Linked DNA regions of Anser cygnoides: regions 1 and 3 are each linked to region 2. The links are chromatin contacts, called in public Hi-C maps. All regions are on one chromosome and are shown on one strand. Each heading gives the region's core, a stretch centred on a gene start, on an enhancer-like site or on the middle of the called end of the contact. The rest is flanking DNA. Distances are from core to core; before and after follow the strand shown. Region 1 holds the start of ACO1 (aconitase 1). Region 2 holds the start of XPA (XPA, DNA damage recognition and repair factor). Region 3 holds the start of SMU1 (SMU1 DNA replication regulator and spliceosomal factor).

Evidence for each region. A called contact is a pair of places that touch in the nucleus more often than the background predicts.
Region 1: a Hi-C map of liver shows a contact between it and region 2, with 11 times the contacts expected there. The contact joins the promoter of ACO1 here to the promoter of XPA in region 2. A contact is called at or near these places in 2 of 7 Hi-C or Micro-C datasets (both in liver).
Region 3: a contact with region 2 is called in a Hi-C map of liver, with 2.3 times the contacts expected there. The contact joins the promoter of SMU1 here to the promoter of XPA in region 2. A contact is called at or near these places in 3 of 7 Hi-C or Micro-C datasets (granulosa cells and liver).

The regions. Positions count from the first base shown.
Region 1 is chrZ:16,947,814-16,951,192 of Taihu_goose_T2T_genome, reverse strand. It overlaps ACO1 (aconitase 1), which reads right to left and starts at 1,343. Exons shown (of 21, transcript XM_048051763.2): 1 at 1,307-1,343.
Region 2 is chrZ:16,695,578-16,698,645 of Taihu_goose_T2T_genome, reverse strand. XPA (XPA, DNA damage recognition and repair factor) reads right to left here and starts at 1,573. Exons shown (of 6, transcript XM_066988397.1): 1 at 1,353-1,573; 2 at 910-1,013. The coding sequence starts at 1,358.
Region 3 is chrZ:16,564,499-16,567,531 of Taihu_goose_T2T_genome, reverse strand. SMU1 (SMU1 DNA replication regulator and spliceosomal factor) reads left to right here and starts at 1,252. Exons shown (of 12, transcript XM_066988682.1): 1 at 1,252-1,402; 2 at 1,737-1,947; 3 at 2,035-2,187; 4 at 2,749-2,859. The coding sequence starts at 1,377.

The DNA of each region.
Region 1 (3,379 bases), core at 94-2,593, 250 kb before region 2:
AATTCAATTTCAAGTTTTGGGTGAGAGAATCCTCTGTTTTAGTCCAAGTTTCCTGCTGATACTAAAGCATACTGAAGTCCAGATCTCTACATCTTTCCCCCTTCTCGCACCTACACTAGCTTCAGAGCTGGAAACTAAATATCAAAGTACAACCTCCAGTTAATAAATAAGAGAGAGCCGCGGTGGTGTTATGAAACACAGCAATATACTGAACAGATATGGAGGGACTAATCTGGACGTACACCTAATCCAGAGGCCAGAGCACAGCATCTCCACGGCCACAGTGCCCAGCCAGGCTGGGCAACGCAAATACCTGCCTCTGAGCTTCAACCCCGACGGCTGCTACGGGGCACCTGTACCTGCAGAACCTCACCTTAACACAGGGCTCGCCCTCACCCCGCTCCTCCCACCCTCTAAAGCTTTTCCTCCATCCTTTCTGTGTCTTGCGGGTTTTGGAGTGGGTTTTGGAGGGGTTTATTTTATTTTCACTGCACAGCCGAGTTGCCGTGTGCTTTATATCCACGCTAAGCGCTCTCCTGTAGCGCTCAGATACCGCTGAAATATCAGCAGGCTAGGCCAGCGTTGTTCCAACAGACAAAAAATAACCAAACAGCTACACCAGGATGACGGTAGGGCAGCCTAACTTCTCCCCCTCACCCTCCTTCCCCCCAAAACAAACCCGTCCTCCTCTCAGCCCTGCCACCACAGCAGCTCCCGGCGGCACCGGGCTGCAGCCGGGCAGGCCCCCGGGGACCCTCCTCAGCCCCCCAGCACCCCGGGGACCCTCCTCAGCCCCGCTCGGCCCCGCCGCAGCCGGGCGGGTGCCCCCGGGCCGCCCGATCCCCGCCCGCCGCCATGTCCCGCGCCCTCCCCGCCACCCGACCGGGAAAGGGGGCGCCTCGGCGGCGGGGACGGTGGCTTCCAGAAGGGCCGAAGGAGGGCACGGCGTTCCCCGCCGAGCCCCGCACTCACCGGGGAGCCAGGAAGAACCGACCGCCGCTGCCCCGCTGCTGGCCTCCGGAGGGACGGGGCAGGGGCGGGCCGGCTCCGCCCCGCCGCCCTCAGGGCCGGCCGCGGCGGCATGGCGGCCGCCTGCCCTCGCTTCCCGCTTCCCCGCCTCCCCGCCCGGCATGCCGGCTTAGCGGGCCGGCCTTCTCCTTCCTGACCGGGCCTTTGTCCCCCGGCCGGCCGCCCGCACCCCGCCCCGGCCCTCGGAGAGCGGCCGCCCCGCTGCGGTGCCGCTCCTCAGCGGCCCCGGGCACAGCGCCCTGCCCGGGTCGGGTCAGGGCCCCGCTGCGACAATCACCTCACGCCCCTCGGGGGAGCCCGGCGGCCTGGCTGTCCGCAGAAGCGGCCTGTTACATATAAACCGGCCGGGATCGATACCGTGACGCCAGTACTGGAGAGGGATGTCGGGGACAGAGTGTCCTAAAGACTGACACGACACCATCACCACGGCTTAGTCATGTGGGGCGTTTCTACGTGTCCCGCATGCCCGTGATAGAATGGGGTGCGTTTGGGGCCCGAATAAAGTCAATTAAAATGCATGTAATTCTAGGAAAAGCATTATATAAAGAAGAAAGAATAAATTAAAATGTATCTAACTCTAGTGAAAGCATTAGGTAAAGAAAGGGGGAGCTAAAGATCTGCAGGGATCGCACAAAAAGAGCTTACATGTCTCACACATCTCTGGAGAGCAGCTGGGAGAGTAGTGGCTAGGAGATCTGTTGCTTAACCACCAGCAGAAACTGATGGCCAGTAATGTTTTTGTTGTTTTTGATGGTTTGTTTTATTTTTCCCTGAAGAAAGTTCAGGAGGTGAAGAACAAGCAGGGCTTCTTGCTGACACTGCAGGTGAGGAGCAGATCTCAGATGCTGGAGGTGATGCAAAGAGTGAAAATGGAAGCGCTTTTCTCTGCTGGAAAAGACTGCTGGAACCTATAAAATGCCCAAGATGGCTTGTCTGGTTGTCAGCCGGTTGGATTTCTGCACGCTGACCTGTGCTGACAGATCCTCCTGCCTACACACTGTCCAGCTGGAACACGCAGACCAGGGAAAATCAGTGACAGGATCTCAGGGTCTAGCAAAGAAGATACATTATTGGTTGTTGCTTTTACTTCCTTTTTTTGTATTTTAAGTCAATACACTTGGTATTGGTTTAAGTGGCATGATTATGTCTTCTAGGGTCTGTCTGTACTTAAACCTACTATTGTCTTACTTGATACTTCTAGATGTCTTGTCATCTACAAAATACGGTACTTTTGAGTTATCACTCAAAGTCTTTTACAGGTCGACCTGCTTTATGTTCAGTGTAAGTATCTCATGGAGTAATATATATTCTCCATCTTCTCTTTTTAGAATCAAATGAGTCTTTTAGAACATCTGATTGGCTCTAGCAAATGGTTAACTCAGACATGAAAATGGGCATCCATTCATAATGCTCTTTTCAAACCTTTACCCAAAGAGGTTCACAAGACTGAGTTTTTTGGAATGAAGTTATCTTTGTAATTTGGTAGTAGAAGAAAAAGGCCAATGACTTCTTCAGGACACCATAAAATAATGATGCTTCTGGTAGTAATAGAACCTGGAGAATTTCTAAAACCTCTCAGTGATTTCCTTAGAGTTTTAGATGTTGCAATAATTGTTTGCATTGTTGATTTTTGGACATGTTTAATAATAATAATGACATAATTTCAGTACCTTCCTCGTAGTGGAATAAAGTCTGGAAATAACTCTTTGGTCCACTTCCTTTCAAAGAAAAAGATCGTGAATTTTGTTGTTGCTCCCAACAAAACATATTTCCAAGACCTATGTATGTCACTGGATTTTGAATCATGAAAAAAAATAAAATCCTTCATACCAAAGCAATTCATACTGAAGCAATACCTTCATGCCAAAGCAAATGCTGCAAAATCTGATTAGCCTAAGATCTCTTCTGTGGAAAGCAAAGACTAGTAAAATAGCAGGTCAGCAACAGAAATGGAAAATCCATTTGTCAGCTTTAACTTCCGTCAGTGAATATCTGCAAGGCTTGTAATTTCTGTTCTGTCTGTAGGGATGGCACACAAGGTCCTGCTGTGGAAGGGAAGCTTTCTTAACACAGGAAGAGGCAGTACTGCTGCAGCATCAGCTGGTTGAATCTAAGGACACAGAGGCTGTGTTGGGATTGGAGGATAGGCTGTTCCTTCAAGGATTTATGATAATACTCTCTGAAGGTTATCGCGGGTTGACATTTGCAGTACAGAGTGTTTGAAGCTGTCATTCCCCTCAACAGGACTAAGCTGATAGTAATGTGTCTGATGTGTCAGATGATTGTTGGCAGGTTTGTCTCTCTCCAAAGATCGCTGGGAAGTGAGTAGTAGGTTAGATCCATTGTTTAT
Region 2 (3,068 bases), core at 324-2,823:
CGCGGCGCGCGGCCCCGCCCACGCGGGCGCCCCCTCTCCCTCCCCCCCCCTCTCCGTCCCGCCGCCGCGCGGGGGGTGACGGGAAAAGGGAGGGGGAGGGGAGGGGATGGGGCAGGGAGGGGGGGGCCTCCCGGGGCGGGGGCTGCGGCCTGCGTGGCGCCGGACGGGGGGGGCCCGGCCCGAGGGGGGCTCCGTTGGGGGGGGGAGGGGAGGGGAGGGGGAGAGGCGAGGCGGGAAGCAGGCGGTGGGGGAGGGGAGCGCATGACCCTGCGATTTCCCCGCGCGCGCCTTTTCGAGCGCTTTCTGCACCAACCCCCCCCCACATACACCTCACGCCACCCCTCCCCTCCCCCCCTCCCCCCGGCCGGGCTTGAGCAATACTTTTTTTTTGGCTTTTTTTTTTTTTAAATAAATAATAAAATAAATAAAATAAATAAAGAATTAAATAAGAGCCGTACCCAGCTAATGACCCTTTTGTCCTCAGAGCACCACACGGGCCTCGCCCCGCTCCCAAGATGGAGGGCGGCGCTGCCCCGGCCCGGCCGTGACGGGGCGGGAGGCCCCCGGCGCCGCCAGGCCTCAGCCCACCCCCTCCCCACGCGCACCGGGCCTTTTCTTTCCTTAAAATAAGAAAGGAACCCGAAAGCCCCCACGTTGTCTCATAAAAAAAGCCATTTTTCTCCCCCCCAAAACCCCCACCACGCTCCATTTTTCTCCCCCACCACGTTCCTAGAACCACCACCCCACCACACTTTTCCTAAAAAAAAAATAACAAAAAAACCCACGCTTTCTGTCCTGATATCCTCCCCCCTCACACTTTCTCTCCTCAAAAAAAAAAAAAAAAAAGATACTTTATTACCGCGGCCGCCTGCAGCCCGGGTGACCTACACCGGTCACGGGAATCGGTACCTCATTTTTTTCCTTTTTTTCAGCAAAAAGCCGGCCGCTGGCTTCCCGTGGCTGTGCGTGGCCCACAAGCGAAAGGAAAAGGAGAATGGACGGAGCCCGCAGCCCTGGTTATTGATGAGATACCCGTAAATGGCTTTGTCATGCAAATGTGGCCGTAAGCCACTTTCGTATAATGCCAGCTTAATAGCCAGCAGCCAGCGGCCCCGGCGGCTGCACGGTGCCTGCCCTGTCCTTGAGGAGACGGAAATGAAGACATCAGCACAGATCTTTGCTCCCTGGCTCCGGACCGAGTCGCTATGACCTTACAGCACAGCAGCAGCCCTTCCTCCCCAACCCCCGAGGGGTTTCTGCCCCTCCAAACCGACCCAAATCCCCCCGCCAGCCCTTCCCCGCTGCCCCCCCGCCGCCCCTCCGTGCCGGCCCTAGCTCTCCACGATAATTACCTGCATAGACTGTGCCTCTGCTGTGTCAAAAAATACTTGGTGCTTTCTAGCCCGTCACGTGGGCTTGGTTTTACTTTCGACATCAGCCAGCAGAGTGTGCTGCAAACGTTGTGAAAAGAACGTCCTGCTTCTGGGAAATAATATATATATTTATATTTAAACGCAGACGAAGACATTTTAAGCGGCTCAGTTGTTCGCGTGAGTGGCAGGTAGTTTCTCCCGTCGATTGAAATACTTTCCTTGCCACAGATCACAGATCCGGGAACCTTCCCCTTGAAGATTTATAACCGAGCCGTGATCAACCCTCCGCTCCCACCAAGACTGCCTTTCGGGTTCCGTACAAAGTTGGAGAAGTGCCGCAATGCACATGTCCAGATGCGCCTCACAGCCACACAGGCGGGTCTGGAACAGGAGGTATTTAACAGATGAAAGTACAAGTCACAGTCCCGGCCTGCAGGAAGCAGCCTAAGAAATGGTGTGGCACGAGCATACACTCCTCCAGCCTCATTGCTCTCTCCTTTGGACTTTGCTAGAGACAGACGTACAAAGATACTGACTAACACATTACAAGCAATTGACATAAAAGTAGTTTGAAGCCAGGTGTTTACTAGGTGACTTGGAAATCGAACTGTTTGCTTGGAAAACAAACGTGTGTTTGGATTCCTTTGATTTTTCCCCCTTGTTCTATAGGAGTAGAAATTTAGGGAGAAGTTAACTTTTGAGTTGTGCCTGAGGATTAGCAAATAATTCTATGTGAGTCGCAAATCAAAACTGCATTGAAACGTGAAGTTTGGGGCAGTGCAAAAAAGGGCTTTGAGGGTAGAAGGATATTATGCAACCAATTCAGAATTAGGATTAAAAGGAAAATAGAACATATAAACAAAAGCAAATTCAGAGGCAAGGCACTTAAGCAAAGTAAGCCATGGGCCACAACGACTCGTGCAATTCAGCTAGTGCTTGATTAAGGGAAACTGTTTTAGAAGCATATGCTACATTTTTTTTTCTTAGTTTTTTTTTTTTTTCTTTTTCTCAGGGTCAGTCTGGCTAGGCAATCAGAACAGACTATTCTCCCCAACTCTGCTTCCTACCAGAATGAATCAAATGCAATGCTTCTAATTTTCCTGGCTGGGAAAAGGCAATAGAACAGATAGTTACGCATTTGCAAGGGTTTATAGACTATCTTGTATGCACTCTTTTAGTCATGTGTTAATACTCATGATATTAAACATGCATAGCTTAATGGGTGCACAGGATTTAATCATAATTATAACTGTGTTTTAGAGAGTTTTTCAGGTGCTGTATGCCAAGCAATTCTTGGTATTGCTTGGCCGCTGGTAGCCAACAGCAGCCATCATTAATCAGCAAGTGCAGACATGCATTAATTCATACCCATGGTAAATAGCATCAGTGAGTAGCTGAGTGTGGGGAGGCAGCAAACCGGTGGCTTGACAGCTCATCATTCCCTTGGAGAAAAGGGTAAGGAGCAAGATAGGAATGTCTGCAGACAATACAAAGCTTTTTTAAGTTAGCAAGAATAAGGGTCATCTGTAAAGAATTGTGGGTGGCTAGGCAGCAAGAAAAGATTAAACTCAGGGTTGATGAATGTAACATGATGCGTTTGGGGAAGCCTAGTCCTAATTTTACATAAATGATGGTGATATCTGAATTGGTTGCAGCCATAATTGTATCTATATATGTATAATTTTTTAATATATA
Region 3 (3,033 bases), core at 3-2,502, 130 kb after region 2:
TTAACCAGGGCTTCGGGACTTCTGGCCTCGGTCACAGTCCAAGCGAAAAGCGTGGATGGACTCGCAGCCACCCTTTGTGTGTTTAGCATGGGCGTCTCATGTTCCCTCTCACCACTGGAGGGCTCTGCCCGGCACAGCAGCAGCACATTTCAGCTCTTACAGTACTCCATAATTAAAGCAGTCAGGATATGCTAATAAGTTCCTCGCTAATGAAATACTGCCATATGCAGCGTCATAGTTTAGTGCAGGTTTAGTGGGTGACATTGGCAGTAGGGAGATGGTTGGACCAGAATATCTTGAAGGTCTTTTCCAACCTCAATGATTCTGTGATTCCTTAACGCATGACCACACTCTTGCAATGCAGAGCTCTCACTCGGTTGGCTCCAGGTTTGCAAACAGTGAGTAAGATCTGTGGTATGACGTCCCCAAACTTGCACACGCAAACTGTCCCAAGCCCAGGCCAGGCCTGACCTGCACTCTGCCATTTCTGAGTGCCACCATGGAGAAACCCCGGAGAGGGAAGGAGTGTGGCTCTGCAGGAATCATAGAATCATTAGAGTTGGAAGAGAACTCCAAGACCATCTGGACCAACCATCCCCCTACCACCAATGTCACCCACTAAACCATGTCCCCAAGCACCATGTCCAACCTTTCCTTGAACACCCCCAGGGATGGTGATGCCACCACCTCCCTGGGCAACCCATCCCAATGCCTGACTGCTCTTTCTGAGAAGAAATGTCTCCTCATTTCCAACCTGAACCTCCCCTGGCACAACTTGAGGCCATTCCCTCTAGTCCTGTCACTAGTTATGTGTGAGAAGAGGCTCACCCCAGCTCCCCACAGCTTCCTTTCAGGTGGCTGCAGAGAGCAATGAGGTCTCCCCTGAGTGAGAGCGGAGTTTTGTGCTTGGGTGTTGAAATGGCCGCACAAGGCTGTGTGTGAGGAGCAGGCGGCCATGGGACACCAATGGGCAGCGTAACTTCGAGCACGCTTCCCTGGGTGCTTGCTCTGTGCACCAAGTTATGCTTTGAGGGGCAAGAAAAAATAAGACACCACCACCAGCAGCAGACCCAACACACCAACTTTTATTCCACAGCACTGCCCCCCCATCACCCCCTCCCACCCCACCCGCCATGACGGGCCGCCAGGGGGCGCGCGCCCCCCGCCGCCGTTGCCAGGAGACACCGCCCTGCCTCCGTCACGTGACGCCGCTCCCTCCCTCCCCCCCCCCCCCCCCGCTCCCCCGTCACGTGGTAAGGCGCCGTCCCGCGGAGGCGGCAGCAGCGGCGGCGGAGGGGCCTGGCGGAAGCGACGTCGCGCGAGGCCGGAAGCGACGTAGGCGGCGCGGGGCTTCCGGTGGCGGCGGAGGAGCAAAGATGTCGATCGAGATCGAGTCCTCCGAGTGCGTGCGGCCGGGCCGGGGGGCGGCGGGGGGGCCCTGAAGGGGTCCTGGGGGGGTCCTGGGGGGGCCCTGAGGGGCTCTGAGTGGGTCCTGGGGGTGCCCTGAAGGGCCCTGAGGAGGTCCTGAAAGGCCCTGAGGGGGCCCTGAAAGGCTCTGAGGGGGCTCTGAGGGGGCCCTGAAAGGCTCTGAGGGGGCTCTGAGGGGGCCCTGAAAGGCTCTGAGGGGGTCCTGGGGGGGCACGGGGTCGGGGGTGTGGCCCTGGAGAGGTGCGGGAGTCCCTTGGTCGATCCCCCTCCCCCCCACCCGCCATTGATGGTGCGCGTTCCCCCGGCAGTGTGATCCGCCTGATCATGCAGTACCTGAAGGAGAACAGCCTGCACCGCGCCCTCGCCACGCTGCAGGAGGAGACCACCGTGTCGCTCAACACCGTGGACAGCATCGAGAGCTTTGTGGCTGACATCAACAGCGGGCACTGGGACACGGTGCTGCAGGCCATACAGTCTCTGAAGCTGCCTGACAAGACCCTCATTGACCTCTACGAGCAGGTGAGGCAGAGCAGGTGCCGCCACGGGGCCCTGTGGAGGTACACCACGCTGTCCTGAGCTCACCCCGTGCTTGTTGCCCCGCTGCAGGTTGTGCTGGAGCTGATCGAGCTGCGGGAGCTGGGTGCTGCCCGCTCCCTGCTGAGGCAGACGGATCCCATGATCATGCTGAAGCAGACCCAGCCAGAGCGGTACATCCACCTGGAAAACCTTCTGGCCAGGTCTTACTTTGATCCTCGTGAGGTAGGTTACATGCTTACTGCATACCTTGTGACACCATGCTGTCTTGTGTGACTTCCTAGCCTTGCTCTAAGTTGTCAAGGGCTTACGGCATCTTTTCCCTCTGGGAGCAAGAACATGCAGCTTGACAGTTTTAGGTGTCTTACAAAATGTCTGGGAAATAACGGGTAGTTCCTGACCACAAGGCAACAGAACAGTAATTTTGAAGTATATTGAAGGTGGGATTTTAGGGAGTTACACCTCTGTCCTGCCACAGGATGATGTTTTGCTCATCATTTGACATCTACCTCACTTTCCCTGTCTTATGTGTGCAGAAGAAAATGTTTACTTCGTTTACAAAGCTGCTGTTGTATAATAGCAATAGTAAGGATTTATCTGATTATGAAAAACTGAAATTCTTAATGAAAGCATGTCTGCAATATCTGAAGGGTTGAAGATAGAGATGGGCTGTTTTGAAGGGCCTAATAGAAAATGAATCTGGAAGGGGATTCGGATGAGAGCACTTTAAAAGTTTTATGAGAAACATTTTAGAGAATTTACTTCATAAAGATAACTTATCCCTAGGCATACCCTGACGGAAGCAGCAAAGAAAAGCGGAGAGCTGCTATTGCACAAGCTTTAGCTGGAGAAGTCAGCGTGGTACCTCCATCTCGTCTTATGGCATTGCTGGGGCAGGTAATTCTTGGAAAAAAAAATCAATTAGTAGCGCTCTTATTTTCTGTAGATCTTCACCATATAGAATTAATGACGTTGTAGTTAATTTTCCATTTCTATAAAAACAGAGCTTAAATGTTGTACATTTGCAAGTAGAATAGTTAAGTGACCTTTTTTCTGTGTGGCAAGGATTTA